Linked DNA regions of Zea mays: region 2 is linked to region 1. A link is a contact called in public Hi-C data. All regions are on one chromosome and are shown on one strand. Each heading gives the region's core, a stretch centred on a gene start, on an enhancer-like site or on the middle of the called end of the contact. The rest is flanking DNA. Distances are from core to core; before and after follow the strand shown. Region 1 holds the start of LOC100277856. Region 2 has its middle 3.6 kb from the start of LOC109942745.

Evidence for each region. Hi-C and Micro-C count contacts between places; a contact is called where the count stands out from the background.
Region 2: a Hi-C map of leaf shows a contact between it and region 1, with 2.1 times the contacts expected there. The contact joins the enhancer-like site here to the promoter of LOC100277856 in region 1. A contact is called at or near these places in 2 of 25 Hi-C or Micro-C datasets (both in leaf).

What each region holds. Positions count from the first base shown.
Region 1 is chr1:15,912,867-15,915,566 of Zm-B73-REFERENCE-NAM-5.0, reverse strand. LOC100277856 reads left to right here and starts at 1,317. Exons shown (of 1, transcript NM_001364263.1): 1 at 1,317-2,196. The coding sequence starts at 1,531. The coding sequence ends at 1,731.
Region 2 is chr1:16,189,878-16,192,577 of Zm-B73-REFERENCE-NAM-5.0, reverse strand. No RefSeq gene overlaps it. Among protein-coding and RNA genes, the nearest start is that of LOC109942745, 3.6 kb to the left of the region's middle. Within about 2 kb of position 1,362, at least 19 of the 20 cell types and tissues checked have an H3K27ac peak or open chromatin away from gene starts, as enhancers often do. A contact at or near this core is called in leaf, where this site is marked.

The DNA.
Region 1 (2,700 bases), core at 68-2,567:
ACGACAAGATGTCTAAAACATAGTAAATAATCTATTAGCACCTATAGGTGTACACTCGGCCTGCCCGGTCCGGCCTGGTCCAAGCCCAAAAAGACCCGTATTGTTTGAATTTCGGGCCGACCCGGTCCGTTTGAATTTCAGGCCGTGCCGGACCGGCCCACGGCCCGGCTCGTAATTGCTTAAACGTGCCGGGCTCATTTCGGGCGGCCCAAAATTATAAAAGCTCGAAATTCACATTAGGGTCCGAAATTCAATTTTTGGCCCGAAATTCGCATCAGTGCCCGAAATTTACATCAGAGCCCGAAATTCACATCAGAGTTAATAAAACAAATAAAAGATAAGACAAATAAATTTGACCAAAAGCAAATTTAATATTTGTATTAAGTTACCGGAGCTACGCAATGACTACCTCGTTTACAAATCATTTTGTTAGAAAGAAATAGAGTATAATCAGCTCTATATAAAGTTCATAAGTTCAGTTCATTATATAATGTTCATAACAAAAATAAAATTACATCACATACTCTAATTCAAAGCTACAAAAAACATCTAACTAACATTATCTCTAGTTTGATGTTCTTTATCAAGTACATGAAAATGTGGAATGAAGTGTGATTTTAATAAATATATGGGCCTTTTGTGCCTCTATATGGGTCATTTCGTGTCTGCCTTAAACGGGTCGTGCTCGTGCCCGCCTATGGGCCGCGTCCTCGGCCCAAATCCGGCCCGATATATCGGGTCGTGCCGGCCCGACACTAAAATATTTCGGATCGTGCCGTGGCTGGGCCGTGCTTTTTTTTCGTACTTCGGGCCAGCCCATCAGACCCGGCCCAAATATACACCTATATTAGCACCTATTAGCAATATCAAATTGCCAATGAACAAATAATTTGCCGACACAATTAGCCAATTTATTAGCCAGTCTATTTAAAACCTAATATGGGAAAACGAGCCGACAAATTATTCGTCAGATGGATCCAAACAAGCTCTTAGAGCATCTCTAATAAAGTGTCTTAAAACAGCGCTCGAAAAATTAAAATACTACATCATTTTATATGTTTAGGGGAACCAAATTGAGCTCCAACAATTAAGCCTTAAATCGTATTTTTTTAGAAAGTAAACTATATTATTATAAAAAATGTTATTGAACACTAATCTGATGTGTATATTTTAGTCATGGTGTGTCTTATGTTTTTTTACAAAAAATGTAAAATGTAATAATGTTGGAGTTGTTTTTTATAAGCATGTATTTAAAGATAGATCTCTATATCTGCCTATTTAAGACATGGGAATACCCATCAGCACCAAACCGCTCGCGGCACGCCCCGCCATCAGACGCTCGCCTTTCCCTCGCCGCATCACGGTGTCTGTCCCTCCCATCCCATCTCACTGCCTCATAACACTCCCGTATCCCACGCCATACGCCCAAGAGGCCAAGACCGAGCCGCCTGGATCTGATTGGGTTGGCTCTCGTCGCGGGGGCGAAGGGGAAGGGGAGGAAGAACCAGGAGGCGTGCGTTCTCGTCCAAGATGCTGCAGCTGCTGATGGCGCTGGCCTTCTCGGCGGCCCCGCTGACGCTGTACGTGCCGCCGGTGCGCAGCCTCAGCCTCTTCGTGGAGGCCATGGAGGCCGTCTGCCGCGACTGCGGGCCCTACTCCCACGGCGCCGTCGCCCGCTTCCGCCTCGGCTTCTCCCGCGTCCTCGCCGGCCTAGCGCGCGCCCTCCGCTAGGCAGGCCGGCACCCCATCGCCGGCGCCGGTTCCTCCTGCCTACAGGAGTATATACAGTATACTACACGGACACGCACGTTCGGTGACCTTGTGCTCTCCCTGGTTTCTATGTCCTTTTTGTATTACTAGCGAGGAAGTGGTTTCTAGCGCAGCACAGCAATCTACATGCAGGAGCAGGACTAGCGGCGGTCAGTTTCGAGATCTTTCCTGCTTCGTTTCTCCCTTTTTGTGCTCTCTCTTTCTTTTCTGTTTTTTTTTTGAGGATTGGGTGTAGCATGTAGAGTGAGGAAAGGTTAATAAATCTGTCCAAAAAGGGAGATTTTGCAAGAGATGCTGAGTAAATCTAGTGTGCTTGCTTGCCTGGGGTTATGGGATGTGAGGGACGACTCCCCCTCCCCCTAGGAATTTCCATGTGATTTGTGAATATTCCCTTGTCTGTAACTTGGCAATGATTCTTCAGTTTAAGTTGAGGATTTGCGGTTTAAATTCATCGTCTTCCTTTCCGATCCAATGCTTCCCTCCAAGTCACGATCGACAAGTTGGGATGGAAACGGAACTCCTGTTCCCCTCTGTTTGTTTGGGCCAGGCACCCAACCTCCGTGCTTGAAAGTTCTTCTGTGCGGTTTCTATGACACCAAACCGACAAAGCAAAAGATTTGGTTACATTAAATGGCACAGAGCGACCGACGCGACGCGACGCGACGTCCTTGCGAAGCTCGATCGCTCCTCGCGAAAACACAGGCAGCAAGCATAGTCGAGGAAGAAGACGACGCGCGGGGCGGGCGGGGGCAGCGAATGATTTGGTTACATTACAGCTCCAGTTCTATAGTAGCAATGCGAGTGATGCTGTGATGGCGACCTTTCGCCGACGATGACTACAGTAGCATAATTCTTAAAGTGCTTTCCGTAACCATCGCTTAGCGGTGCGTCCAGCGTGCCTAGCGGCTAGCGCCGTTGGCTTGGCACCAG
Region 2 (2,700 bases), core at 113-2,612, 280 kb before region 1:
GTGTGGAGTTTGATCTCCGGCCGATGGACACGGGATGCGAGTGGAGGGGCTGAGTTGGGTCTTCGATGTCAGTGCCAGCCAACCCCGTCCAAACAGACCGGCCAGGTTCTCTTTCGACGAGACAAGTGATGAGCCGGCTCCTGAAAGCGCACGCGCGTAACGGCGGCAAGAAAACAACGGTCCATGCATGTCGCCTTCGTCAGTCGTACTGTAGCTGTAGGAGAAAAGTAGAGAGAGAGTGGGCAGTGATCGGCGACATGACCCCGATATAATGCTACGTTAACCAACTGAGAGCAGCAGCCATGGTAACCGCAACCACCCTGCTATACGGACCTGGCCTAATAAGCCTAATCATAGGCATAGCAGAAAACAAAAACCAATCAAGCAGTCGACGAGAGAAGCAACCCAGAACGAGGGCAACCACCCTCCATGGACATGGACCACCCTAGAGCTCGCCAAAGAGAGGCCTGGCCTGGAGGGATCAATCTGGCGCAGACAGGGAGGGTGTATGGTTTGAAGAATAAGTTAGTGCATCAACTTCTCACTTTTTTGTTTGATTTGTGAATTAAAATAAATTAATCCATCACCACATTATTTCTCATAATTAGTTAGTTAATACTAACATAAGAAATATGCTCGTCCCAACAAATTTAAGAAATGGACTCATAATACACTAACTAATGTTATATAGAGTGATTCCTAGAATCAAACACATCCTTCCGTAATAACGTCTCCAAGGCCACGCCATCTTTCCTCTAGCACTGCACACCCCATGCTGCCACCGCGCGCGACCCTTCCAAATCCCACCCCTTTCCAACCTCTTTACCACTAGTCCTAGTTGTTAATCCCCGCGGCCAGCGGTGCACGGCACACGCGCACCCGCTTTCGGTCGCGCGGCCAAGGCGTGCGTGCGTGCGTGCGTCACAAGACAGGCCAGGCGCGAAAGAGAACAGATTATTCGCCACCCGTGCAACGGATCAGCTGCCAGGCAGATGGGGGCGTTGTGTGCCTCGTCCGATCAAACGCAAGCAGCAGGCGGGCAACAGGAGCAGCGATAGATCTCACAGGCTCCAGCTGCGCCTCTGATGCGGCTGCCGCGGCGCTGGCCGACCGCGCCAAAAGCGAAAGCCTGCCGCGATGGCTGGCCTGGCCGAGATATGTGTGCGCGCGTGTGTGGGGTGTAGCTATCCCTTCGGCCTGCGGCAACGCCTCCCGCGGCAGGCACAGCAACGTGACGTCCCAGCAGACGCTGCCGGTGCCGTTGCCGCCTTCGCTTTTCCGCTTTGCCTCGGCACACACTGGCCGATCGGTCCGGACAAGGAGAGGGTCCCTGGACTGGATGCTGCCGCGCGCACCGGGCAGCCAGAGGACGAGCCGAGTAATACGCGCGTTTTCGGACACGACGCTACAGCTTCCTGTCGTGTCGAGGGTACGCGGGCGCGCTGGAGCACTCATTGAGCTCATCTACTGGTAGAGTGGTCGCCCTGTGTTTCGTCGCTTGCTCGCTCGTCGTACTAGTAATCAGTTACAGAGATGAGATATAAACTCGGTCGGTGTCTTCTTTTTGTCTTCGGTCTGCTGAGCTACATACATGCATGCAGTAGCTACACGGCAGTGCAGATGGAGTGAAAGGATACAAACGAGCGTGGCTTGGCCTGAGACCGTCTCCTTTGTTTGCCCATGTAAAAACAAAAAGAGCGGCGTGGCGGTATGGAAAGCCGTGCCTTGTTGCACATGACATGCATGCTGTTGGAATAAGTGTAAACGAGACACAGAGAGTAGAAAGGAATTGACAGTTCTTTCTTTATTGCAGCAGGGGTTATGTTTATATACATATGAAGGGGTGAGTTCACAAGGGGTGTGTCCCTTGGGAATTATCTGTCGCACCCCTTGGATTGATCACAAATACAATAATTTGTAACACTCCCCCTTGATCAATCCAAATCCATTTGATCATCTGTAAGTTGTCTTCCAATATATTATCTCCTCAAAAACCCTGTGGGAAAAAATAAGGAGTACACAATGTCTTTTGGATTATGAGTAGAACTCACACTGACCTCCAAAAGAAAATATGCCTGTAATCATCATTCTTAAAAACCCCCGTGGGGAAAATTAATGATGAAGCATATAGCTTAGTTGATATTACCTCATTAAAAACTTTGGATGAGAAAACCTTAACAAGGCAAAACTCATACAAAGAAAAGAGTGTAATATGATGGATCAAAACAGGTCAAATATCATGGAGAATTACTCCCCCTGATTCTTGCAAGCACTTAAGTCTTCTCATACCAATCACCTCAACACATTTCTGAAACGTTGAGTATGGTAGAGATTTTGTGAATAGATCAGCAAGATTATCACAAGACTTTGTTTGCAAGATGTTAATATTTTCATTTTCCTGTTTCCATCTGAACAACACAAGCTCAATTATCCTTATGGATAATGGTCAGTGATTCAATCGAATCATGGTACGTTGTTCTCCAATGGACCTCTAGCCCAAAGAACAATAATATGTCTATAGCCATCATCTCAAAAACCCCAGTGGGGAAAATAAATGATGAGACATATAACTCAGGCTAATATTTCTCCAAGATAATCTTGCCAGAAAATCTGAGAAATCAACATATCAGCTGAGTCTCCTTAAAAACCCAGTGGGAAAAATAAGGAGAGTAGTCATACTCTATTGTTGGTCCATTTGAA